Regions from separate parts of the Gossypium hirsutum genome. Here region 2 is linked to region 1. Evidence: chromatin contacts called from public Hi-C data. All regions are on one chromosome and are shown on one strand. Each heading gives the region's core, a stretch centred on a gene start, on an enhancer-like site or on the middle of the called end of the contact. The rest is flanking DNA. Distances are from core to core; before and after follow the strand shown. Region 1 has its middle 20 kb from the start of LOC107896377. Region 2 holds the start of LOC107895432 (probable leucine-rich repeat receptor-like protein kinase At1g35710).

Region 1 (6,775 bases), core at 2,197-4,696:
CCTAACTTATCTCTTAAAGACTCTTCTAATAAAGAACATCAAAAGCAAGTGGAGCATCAGATTAATCCAAAATCTACAACAGAGTCGACTCCTCAAGTCAGTACAGAAATTCAAAATAAAGTTGCTTCTTTACCACAATACTCTATCACCAAAAATAGAACTAGAAGAGAGATTAAACCTCTAAATAATTATGCTGAGGCTAATCTAGTTACTTATGTTTTAAACGTGGCTGAAGATATAGATGCAAACCAAGAGCCATCTAATTATTCTAAGGCAATTAGCTGTGAAGACTTAGAAAAGTGGATGTTTGTTATACAAGAGGAGATGAAATCACTCCACAAAAACAGAACATGGGATCTTGTGAAACTTCCTAAAGGCAAAAAGGTTGTTCATTGTAAATGAGTGTTTAAAAAGAAAGAATGGACTTTAGGAGTTTAAAAACCTAGATATAAAGCAAGGCTTGTTGTAAAGGGTTACAGTCAAAAACCTAGATATAAAGCAAGGCTTATTGTAAAATGTATTTTTGTATGGAGAACTTGAAAAGGATATTTACATGCAACAACTAGAGGTTTTACAGTCTTAGAAAAATAGGACTATGTTTGTTTGCTGAAAAAGTCTCTTTACGGTTTGAAACAGTCACCAAGACAGTGGTACAAGAGGTTTGATTCCTTTATGACTTCTCATGATTTCAAAAGAAGTAGTTTTGACAGTTGTGTTTACTTTAAGAAAAACAGTAATGGTTCTTTTGTGTATCTACCCCTTTATGTTGATGACATGTTGATAGCAGCGAAAGATAAATGGGAGATAAGAAAAGTCAAAGCCCAACTAAGTAAAGAATTTAAGATGAAAGATTTGAGACCAACAAAGAAGATACTTGGTATGGAGATTCTCGAAGATAGAAAAGCAAGTAAATTGTACCTAAGTCAGAAGGGGTACATTGAGAAAATTCTTTGCAGGTTCAATATGCAGAGTGTTAAACCTATTAGTACTCCTTTAGTAGCCTATTTCAGACTTTCATCGGCTTTGTCTCTACAATCAGATGATGAGATTGAGTTGCATGTCGCATGTTCCATATTCTAGTGCAGTGGGATCTCTCATGTATGCTATAGTTTGTACACGTCAAGATTTATCATATGCAGTCAGTGTAGTTAGCATATACATGGCGAATCACGATAAAGAACATTAGAAAGCAGTTCAGTGGATTTTAAGATACTTACGAGGTACTACTGATGTTTACTTGCAGTTTGGAAGAACTAGGGATTCAGTCATTGGGTATGTTGATGCTAAGTTTTCTGGAGACCTTGATAGAAGAAGATTTTTCACAGGTTATGTCTTTACAGTCGGAGGTTGTCCAATCAATTGGAAAGCCACTTTGCAAACTACAGTCGCTTTGTTTACCACTGAAGCTGAGCACATGGCAATTACTAAGGCTTGTAAAAAAGCCATTTGGTTGAAAGGACTCTTTAGTGCACTCAATGAAGATCTTCAAATCAGTACAATATTTTGTGACAGTCAAAGTGCTATCTTCCTTACAAAAGGTCAAATGTTTCATGAGAGAACAAAGCACATTGATGTTTGGTATCATTTTTTTCGTGATATTATTACTCGTGGTGATATTTTGTGAGCAAAATTAGTACTCATGAAAATCCTGAAGATATGATGACTAAGTCACTTCCCATAACCAAGTTTGAGCATTGCTTAGACTTGATTGTTGTTCATTGTTGAAGTTAAACCCTTAAGGGGTTTTATGGAAGAGGTGAAGGACTTGTTTGTTGAGAGTTCAGAAGAACTTGTTCATTGAGGATTCGTGTCAGGGTGGAGATTGTTAGAATTGAGTGACCCGAATCCTTATTAAAATAAAATACAGTGGTAAAATAAAATAAAAGTAAAATCCATATAGAACTACACTTCTTTTATTTTATTTTAGACTAAGGTTTTTAAACCTTATTAAACTTCATCTATTTGATATTGATTAGAATAAGGTGTTTCAATCTTACTACACCCCTTCTATTAGAATATGGTTTTACAAGCCTATAAATAGATATAACCTACTCCTCTTGTAATTATTCGAATTCGACATAGTGAATTATCTTCTCCTCTGCCCGTGGTTTTTTTCCCCGAAAGAGTTTCCACGTAAAAATCTGTGTTTTTTATTTTTGTTTCTCTTTTATTTGTGATACGTTGTCATTATCGACATTCTATTTTTCACAGTTTGAAGATTCAACGCCATTTCAATAGAAAAGTTGTAACGGCCACATGATTCATTATTACCCCTCCATTGCCTTTAAAAACTTTCCACATTCTTTTTCGATTTAATATCTTTTCTTCGTTATTCATAAAAAGAAAAAGGCTTAAATTTACATTTCGTTGGATAAACACTGCTTTATTCGGAGTAAATTATTTTCATCACTCAATTATAAAAATTTATAAAATGTCATTCAATTATTTAATTAGATAATATTGGAAGCTTTTAAAATGGCATAATAGCAACTTTAACCTTAGACATTTATACATTGTGTCAATTTAGTCTTGATTCTAAAAAATTTAACTCTCAATATTTACATAATGTGTAGTTTTTTTGTTGTGATCCTTTCATCTAAAAAGCTAAAAAAAATTATCAACTAAATTTAATTGAAAATATACAAAAAAAAACCAAAAAATTCAAGATAATAATTTTCATTTTTTTTTCATTCTTTTAAAATTAACCCTTAATGTCACAAAGAAAAGTAAAATTGTAATAAAAAACCCAAATAACACAATGTATAAATGTTGATGGTTAATTTTTTTTTAAAATCAAAATTAAATTGATATTATTTATAAACATTAAGGGTTAAAGTTATTATTATGTTAATTTTAAAACTGCCACTATGATAAAAAATAATTAAATTGTTGAATGATATTTTGTAATTTTTTTTATCATTGGATTACAAAAATAATTAGTATGTTTGATAAACATTTTCCTTTTTAAAAAGCTACAATTCACCCCGGTAACACAGCAAATTTAAGTGGTGTATTTGAATATGACAAGTCCACTCAGCTCCAACTCTTCGTGGTCGCTTTTGCTTTTGACTGATACATCGAGTTGTCAAAAAATAATTAAATTGTTGAATGATATTTTGTATTTTTTTATCATTGGATTACAAAAATACCAATAATTTCTTTTTAAAAATAAACATTTTTAATATTTAAATATTTATTATTATTGTCAAAAAATACTTTTGAGTTGTTTGATTGAGGCGTTTTATTTTAAAAGAGAAGAGCACATTAATGATTATATTTTAATAATTTGTTATATATAAATTATTAAATTGTTAATTTTTATTAATTATTAATTATTTATATATAAATTATTAAACTACTTGTACAAGCCCAATTTTGGACCCAAAACCCACTAACCCAAAACCCACTAACCCCTAAACAGAAGCCCAAACCCAACTAGCCCCAAGTTTAGGGTTTTAGAATCTGAAACCCTAAACCACTTGCCCCCACCGCCTCTGACTCCCACCGCCTCAGTCACGTCGACAGCGCAAGTGGCCTCTGCTCCACCGCCCATTTTCCTGCAAAGAAAAGACAATGTAATATAAAAAAGGATTTGTAATGGCTATTTAAGGCGGAATCAAAAAAACCATGTAACATTCGGCATTTTGGTGAAATGAAAAACAATATTAGATTCTAAATACAAAGCAAGAACAGATATCAGTAATATCAAAAGGCAAAAAACAATCAAAACAGAGAGTCAAAAATCCAACAGTCGAAAGGTGATTATCATCGTAAAATTTCTTATTATCATCGTAAAATTTCTTTCTTTTTTATTTACCTATATATACATACAGATTATAACTACATTTTAAAATAATAAAAAAACAAAATTTTTACCCCTTTTTTTCGATTTTCGACCACCGTGTACGGTGGCCGGCGCGGCGGCACCTACGGCGGGCGATGATCAATCCTTTGACCGGAGCCCTCGCCGGCATACAGACCTTCTGCAGAGAGAGGAGAGCTCTCTCTTCCCTTTTTTTTTAAGCACCTGATGCAAATGAGGTTTTTTTGGAAATTTTTAGGCTTTTATAGCCTATCAAAACAACACCGTTTTTGTGCCCAGACCAAGACCAAAAACGACGCCGTTTAGCTACCCTGACCCGAGACCCGACTCCGACCCGCTCAGGATCCGCGTGTTTTTGCTCTTAGGGGTTAATTTCGCTCGCGGTCCTTCCGTTTTTTTATGTGTTTTGCAATCAAGTTTTCGTTGCTTTTAAATTGGCCCTAGAATCTATCGCATTTTGTGATTCGATCCTCCCTTCAGTGACGCCGTTTTAAGGACATGGGAAAATTGCTATTTTGGCCCTCTGTAGTCGCACGCGTATTCGAATAGGCCCCCTTTTTATATTTCCTTTCGAATTGGCCCCAAAACTTTTTTTTTGTTTCAGATTTGGTCCCTTTTTTTTAGATTTAATTTGATTTTTTATATTATTTTTACCCTATTTTTATTTGTAGCAGTATTTGTTATTATATTAACTGTTATTATTATATTCATTAACATATTATTATTATTTTTACTATACTATTATTATTATTATATATATACATATCTTTTTATTATTATTGTTTATATACACATATTTTAAAAAGTTATTACTGTTATCATTATCACTTATATGGTTATTACTATTACTATTAATATACGCTTTATTGCATATGTACGTATATACATTTTTTATAGTTGTAGTATTATTTTAATTACTTCATTTTAATATTACTGTTATATTTACCCTTTTTGCATTTTAATTATCACTATTATCATTGTATATTAGTGTATATCTTCATGTACATATATACATATATATTTTTATATATAGTATTGTTTTTCATTACTTTAATTTAATATTTTTTTTATTATTATACTTGCTTTTTTTTTTGTATTTCTATTATTATTATGTAGTAGTATGTATCTTCACTATATACGTATATATTTATATATTATTATAATTAGTTTTTGACATTATTTTGTTAATACATTCGTAAACCATATATACATCCTTTTAATATATAATACTCCATATTATGCACGTGCATATTAATATTATATCATGTGTATCATTTTTTATCATGTTTTAGTGTATATATATTGTAAATATCATATTATTCATATATTCTATTATGTATATCTTTATAACTATTATGAACTTATTTCACATATGTATCCCGAATATATGTCTTTAATGTTATGTATACTTTTATTTCTATTATTACGTATATATTTTAATACCTTACGTATTATTATCGTTATACTACTATTATTATTATTATTATTATTATTATTATTACTTTCGTCATCATTGTCATTTTTATTTTGCCATACTTCATTTATTTTATTTTTATCTGTTTATTTATTTATTTATTTATTCATGTATTCGATCATCTCATTTACCTTATGCTTGTGTTTTATATCCTCATATTACTAGCTTTGCTCGCATCTTGTTATAATTGTTTATATCATTGTCATTAATCCTGTCGTGCTTATTATTGCGTATCAGCGCCATGATTCTGTTTTATGGTTTACAATAAGTAATATGATATTTTTTCATTCGATACCTTAAAATAATTCCTTCATAAAAATAATATTTCATATTTGGTAATTTGAGATAATCGTGCCCTAACTTACTGGGTTTCGACTTTTCTCATTTAACCTAAATAACGGAATATATTCTTTTTAAATCACAATACGAGTCTTTAAAAAATGCTTATTTTCAGAGATACGAAGTGTGGTGTCCTGACTTATCGGGTATAACATTTTGACACCTCGAAATAAGAGCTTTTGCAAATAAAGGCAATGTTCGGTGTTCGAAAATTCGAGGAAACATGCCCTAACTTACTGGGTTTCGATTTACCTCGTTCACCCGGGCTAACCGAATATCCTTCTAAAAAGAAATCAAAATGCATTAATAGGAGGCGAGCTCACTCTTAAAGTTCGAGATGTCATGTCCTAACTTACTGGGCATGATGTTTTATGAGAAAGCCTTTAACCTTCGAGTTTTTTAGAGAGGGACCGTATTTCAAAGTATTTTAAGTTTTCAATTTTCGAAACTAAGACACTAATTAATCAATTAGGTACCAATTTTTGGGCGTATCGAGGGTGCTAATCCTTCCTCGTGCGTAACCGACTCCCGAACTCATTTTCTGATTTTCGTAGACCAAAACTTATCGTTTTAGTAAATCTTAACTTTTATTAAAATGATTAATTTAAGGTGATCCGATCACACCTCATCAAAAAAGATTGGTGGCGACTCCCGTTTTAATTATCATTTTCAAACCAAAGTCGATTCCCGTTTTACCAAAAAATGGTTACGACACTACTAATTTCCTATGATATACAAAAAGGATTAATAATTTTAAGCTGTTAAACTAATTTCTATCAAATTCTTACATAATTTCTCAAGTTAAAGAATGAAACTTTAATTTAAATCACTGATTGAGAATATGCAAGAGCAGAACTTGGAGTCAAATTGTGTGCTTACATTTATTTGTTTAATAAAAAAATAAATTCTTTTTTTATGTTCTAAATTTAAATTTGAATTTGAATTGAATTTTTTTATTATTATTAAAAATGGGGTAAATTATCCTCATAGCCACTTTAAAATTAGGCCGTTCATATTTTGATCATCCAATTTTTTTTTGGTTAATGTGATCACCGTCATTAAAGAAATTCATCACTCAAAGATTAAATCCATTTTTTCCTTATTCTCTATCTCTTTTCTTATTTTTTTATCTCTTCTCC
Region 2 (6,142 bases), core at 437-2,936, 230 kb before region 1:
GTTACCACTTAGCAAAAGACGGGTCATCATTTTCAATGCTCCCAGTTCCATGGGAATCTCATCGACTAGATGATTGGAAGAAAGATCAAGTTCTTGTAGCTGGGTTGCATGTCCCAATTCGAATGGAATCTTTCCAGAAATGTTATTGTTGGAGAGACGTAGGCTTGTTAGATTATGACATTTCCCCCAATTTGGAGAAAGTTCGCCATAAAAATTGTTATCGCTTAACGAAGCATAATTCAAATGTGGATATATACCAAAAACTTCTGATATATTTCCAGTCAAACGGTTTCCATCCACCCTAACTCTGATTAAGCTTTTGCAGTTTCTCAAACTTGATGGGATAGGACCTGACAAATTGTTGTTGATCACTGCAAGTCGAGTGAGTACTCCACCGAGGCATAAATTTTCTGGTAATGTACCAGTGAGATGGTTGTTTGATAATTGGAGATTAGTAAGATTATTGTATATTGGAGGAATGGGGCCTGACAAACTATTTTCACCAAGGAAAACTTCTGATAAGCTGCTCAAGTTTCCTATGGAAGTAGGGATTTGTCCAGAGAATGTGTTATTAGACAGATCCAATTGACTGAGAGATTTAAGCATCCCTACCTCTTTAGGTATCAATCCAAAAAACATATTCTGAGAAAGGCTAAGAGTAGTTAAGTTGGTCAAGTTTCCTATGGAAGTAGGGATTGGACTAGAGATTGAGTTATCAGCCAAAAGCAAAAAGTTGAGAGATTTAAGCATTCCTATCTCGCGAGGTATTGAACCAGAAATGGCATTTGTATCAAGCATGACACTAAATAACTTGGTCAAGTTTCCTATGGAATTAGGGATGACGCCACCGAGATTATTTTTCGAGAACTGGATCATGAAAAGTGATTTAAGCCCTCCAATTTCATTGGGAATAGAACCAGAAAGATGATTTCCATACAAGAAAAGATACACCAAGTTACTTAAGTTTCCTATAGATGCCGGTATAGGACCAGTTAAGCTGTTTCCTGACAAGTCCAACATATAAAGTGACCTCAACGTTCCAACTTGTTTAGGTATAAAACCATTGAGTCGGTTGCTGTTAAGGTCAAGCCTGTATAAATTATGCAATCTTCCTATAGAGGCAGGGATTGGACCACTTAGATAGTTACCATAGAAATAGATATTAGAAATTGTACTCAGATTTCCTATTTCTTGTGGAATGGGACCACTAATCTTATTTGCTATTAAGGAGATCAATTGAAGACTTCTCAACAAGCAAATTTCAGATGGGATATGTCCTGAGAAGTTATTGTATGACAAGTCAAGGAAGATGAGTTTGGAAAGGTTTCCAATGTGCGAAGGAATGGGCCCATACAATGAGTTGTTTCGAAGGTGAAGCCTAATCAAGTTAGGCAAGGAAAGGAAATTGAGATGGTGAAGTGTACCTCTCAATCTCAAATCATACTCTGCAAGGCTTAGATTGGTGACGCTTCCGGCATTGTTGCAAGTGATTCCAACCCAATTGCAATGGCTACTTCCGACCCACAAAGAAGAGAGAAAAGTTTGTGTGGTGTTGTCGAGGCTAGCTTTCCATTTTAAAAGAGTTTCAGCTTCCATGGAAGTTATGGAGGATGACGAAGAGAAAGCATGGAAAAATACAAAGATGAGGAAGAAGATGAGTTTGAATGGTACTAAGAAAGAAGCCATGGTATTGATAGTTGAAATTAAGGAGCTTGTGTGGTTAATTGTAATAAAAGGCTTTGGTTATTTATAACAGAAGATTGGTGCTGTTTCAATCACCATGAAGCTTCGACATCAAGTGGAAAAAATTGCAAGTTGTAGATATGACATGAAGGGATCTTTCACAATCTGTATTAATTATATTGTTCAAGACCTGCTGTTTGGACAGACTTAAGTCAAGCCTGTGCCTTACAAATTCTACCGTCGGGGATAGGCGATAAAGTCAATTTACTGGAGTTCCAATAATACAATTACTTGATTACCTAATAAAAATAAATTTGATTTTTTTTATGTTTATTTTCAATTTAATTATATTTTAAATTTTAATTAAATATGTTTTTTTAAAGGGAAAGTGCTTTTTTATTGATTTTAAGCTTACATTTATTTGTTTAATCAAAAAATAAATTTCATTTTTTATATTTTAAATTTAAATTTGAATTGAAATTTTTTATTATCAATTAAAAATGGAGTAAATTATCCTTATAGCCACTTTAAAATTAGGTCATTCCTATTTCGATCATCCAAAAAACTTTTTTTTTTGTTAATTTGGTCACTGCTAAAGAAATCAATCAAACTGATTACTCAAACATTAAGTCCATCTTTTTTTTTTCTTTCTTTCTATTGGGCTGAAACCCGAATTAAGCAACAAACAAGAATGAATGGAGAAAATTGGATGTAAATATTTATGTAGAAAAACTCGTCTAGAGAGAATAAAAAAACCACAGGTAAAGAAAACTTCACTAAAATGGCAAATAACCGAAGAAGAATAAAAGATGGAGGAAAAACAAAACAAGCCCTTAAATCCTAAAAAATACAAAGCTCACTAACTAAAAAACAAAATTCTTCTTACTTTCATTTGCTGAGTTGTTGAATCAATCTCTCCAGAGTTGCTAAAAGCTCTATTTATAGGTTGAAATTCGTGGGCTAATATGATTAAAATATTCCTAGAGTTATTAAAGTTCAACCTAGAAAAAATAGCAGAGTTTAACAAGGAGAAGAAACCCAATTTAGTAGGAAATATGTTGTTATGTCGTGACGTCATTTATCGGCTCGTTGAGACTTCACATGTCACATCATCGGGACGTCGGCTCTTCCTTATCATGGTGTCGACTCTATTTCGCCCAAGATGCGAGATACATTCCATACTTTCCTTATTCTTTTATCTTTTTCCTTATTTTTGCTATATCCTCTCCTTTTCTTCATCTTTTCCCTTTTCTAACCTAAAAATCCTAACAGTTGCCTCCCTTAATGATGTCATTGTTGCTCCTGCCAAGCATGAAAATTCTAAAATTTTGAGAGTGACCTCACAACTTTTGAGCTTTCTTTTTTAAATCTAAACCTATAGATCTAAAGAGGAGGCTTTGGGCTTCACTTTGGTGGTTTTGAATCGGCAATTTAGCGTCAGAGAAGACATCAAATGACAATAGTAAGAAGCGGTGATTGTGGGTAAGGATAAGAAAAACAAGAAAAATAGGGAAATAAAATAAGCGTCCTTTAAAGTTGTCCATTGACATGACAATGCTCAATAGCAGTGGTTTGATAGAGGAAGCGGGAGCTAAGGTTAGTAAGTTAGAAAGGAGAAGATGGAAAAAATAAGAAAGAAAGGAAAAAAAAAGAAAAATCAAAGAAATAAGAAATATAAAAGGAAATGAGAGCATTCCATTCAATTTAACATTAAAGTGATTAATTTAGTTAATTTTTTTTTTAAAATGACCAAATAACTTACCTTAAAATAATAAACATTCATATCTTTAAGAGAATATGACTGTTATCTTCCTTTAATAGATGCTAAATGCATCAATGTTTAAATATTACAAATGATTGCTCAACATTAGACTTGTAAGAGAGTAAAGCTTAATATCACGGATTAGAATTTTAGTCTCGCAATCCATATAGTCTTAACTGATTTTTTTTTGTTTCAAACACGTTTAAGTTAATCTAACCATCAAACAATTCATAAGTTATAGAAATTTGTTATAAGTGTTACTATAACTACAAACACAACAAGCTCCTTAAACATACAACAAAACCCCATCACCCCTCTTTGGACTTATGTAAATCTAGAAAAACTTATAGGAATATTGATAAATTTATTTAAAATTTATATGTTCAAAATTTTTTTTTACAAATTAAGTTATTCTGAAGCTTCTAGGTCATGTGGAATAAAATGCAACTCGTGCCATTATGAATCCACCATTCTTCACGGCATGAGGGTTATTAGAGAGTAAGGGTAGTCTGGCCCAACAACTTATGTCTCCTTTCCCCAACAAACACGCCTTTCATTCTACTACCAATTTTTATTACTTATATGTTTTGATAAAAGTATTATAGAGACCCTTTATAAAGACGTAAATTGCATTTTGGCTCTATGCCATTATGAATCCACCATTCTTCATGGCATGATGGTTGTTAGAGAGTAAAGGGTAATGTGGTCCAACACCTTATGTCTCATTTCCCCACAATCATGCCTTTCATTGTACTACCAATTTTTATTACTTATGTTTGTGGTAAAAATACTATGGAGGTTCCTTGTTAGGAGGCAAATTGTATTTTATTTTTTCTACTAAAAAACTGAGTAAATTAAATCCAGTATATTAGATTAAAAAGTAAATTAGTCCTTTCTATTCAAAATTTCATCCACTTGTACTATTAAAAGTTGACGTGATTGACAAAATAACTAGACAATGGCATGTGACGTGCCAAATGTATATCATGTTGACGTACATGGACAAATTTTTAATAGAAAAATGGATGAAATTTTTAACAAAAACACTAGTTTGCTCTTTGATCTAATTTATAGGGACTAATTTGCCCATTGTTCGAATAAAAGAAGTCAAATGTAATCTAACTCCTAGTATAGAGGCCTTTATGATATTTTTACCATCATTTTCCAATCGACTATATGAATAATTATTAAGTTCTATTTTTTTAAAGAAATAGTAATTATATTTTCATAATAAAAGTCTATAGGAGGAGAGATATATCAAGACCACTAAATTAGTAATACCAAAAAATCATTAAAGATGCACCATAGTAATCAACCGCTAAAAGAAACAACCAAAAAAACACTCAAAGCTAAAATTACTAATACTACCGATCCTTTCAGATAAAACAGAGTGAACTATTGTCACCGCCACCACTATTGGAGAACTCCAAATAAAATTTATTTATAGACATATTTTCGCCTGTTGGGATTGACTCAATTAAGCAACAAGTAAAAAAATAGAGGAATAAATTAAGAAATTGAACACACAAATTTAACATGGAAAAACCCTTCCAAAGAGGATAAAAAACCACGGGCAAATATAATTTTACTATAATGGCAAAAGAACGAAAAGTACAAAAGATGGAAATAAAAACTAAACCCCGAAAACCCGAAAACCAAGAACCCTCAAAACGTAAACACAAAATTCTCTAAATATGTTATGAGTTCTAATCTCTAATGGGTGTATTTTCTAAGGTTGTAAAAGAATCTATTTATAGACTAAATTCTTAGGTCAAATAATAATAAAATAATCTAAACTAATTAGTATTTGATTGAAACAAATAGACAGAGTTTAACTAGAAGATTATTTCTCAAATTTGACTGAAATAGGAGTCATACTTAACAAATTTCCACCTAGACTCATATTTCCACAATGCCATCTTTGCCAAAGTCTGCCACGGGCCTATCTTGAACTATGCAGAGAATTAATTAAGTTGAATCAATGCTTAGAAACTGGAAGACTTCTAGCCTTAGCCTTGTACACTACCAAATTAAAATTAACCCGGGTCTGATTTTCATGAACACATGCCCTAACTTTTCAAAACCTGCATCCAAAAGAGAACCTCTCTTCAACGAAGTTGACTTCAACTCCGTAACGGACGAGGGACGTCCGATTTCACTGGTCACTGTAGAACCTTCCAGAATATAAAGACTGCGGGTTCTTTTACCTTTTAACAAAACGAGAGTTCCATGAGATACTATAATGTCGCTTGAACAAATGTTGATTCTGCATCTTTTTAAGTCTAAAATACTTAACGAGATGAGATTCTTTCGTAAATCAGGTACATAGCTAACATCTGAGAGTGTCCTAATCGACTAATCGTGTATCCTAATTTTTACAGTACCAATACTAATTACCTTACTAAATGAATCGTTTCCCATACGCACAACTCCACCTTCAACTAAACTGTATGTGGAGAACCATTCTCTATTGGGACACATATGGAAAGAACCATTCATTATTGCTTTCATCGGCCAAATTAGCACCAGCTACATCTTTCTCGTTACTCTCAGCAGTTCTTTTATTTCACAGTTTATAACAATCTGTTTTGACGTGACCTAACTTTTTACAATAGTGACACCTTTTGTCTCGTTTCTTTGATGCTACCAAAACGGAAGCTTGCTTATCTGCCTTGCTATCCAAACCAAACTCATTGT

The links. A called contact is a pair of places that touch in the nucleus more often than the background predicts.
Region 2: a contact with region 1 is called in a Hi-C map of leaf, with 1.8 times the contacts expected there. The contact joins the promoter of LOC107895432 here to the enhancer-like site in region 1. A contact is called at or near these places in 3 of 34 Hi-C or Micro-C datasets (all in leaf).

Annotation. Positions count from the first base shown.
Region 1 is chrA10:106,597,307-106,604,081 of Gossypium_hirsutum_v2.1, reverse strand. No RefSeq gene overlaps it. Among protein-coding and RNA genes, the nearest start is that of LOC107896377, 20 kb to the right of the region's middle. Within about 2 kb of position 3,446, at least 5 of the 9 cell types and tissues checked have an H3K27ac peak or open chromatin away from gene starts, as enhancers often do. A contact at or near this core is called in leaf, where this site is marked.
Region 2 is chrA10:106,826,758-106,832,899 of Gossypium_hirsutum_v2.1, reverse strand. LOC107895432 (probable leucine-rich repeat receptor-like protein kinase At1g35710) reads right to left here and starts at 1,686. Exons shown (of 1, transcript XM_016820715.1): 1 at 1-1,686. The coding sequence starts at 1,686.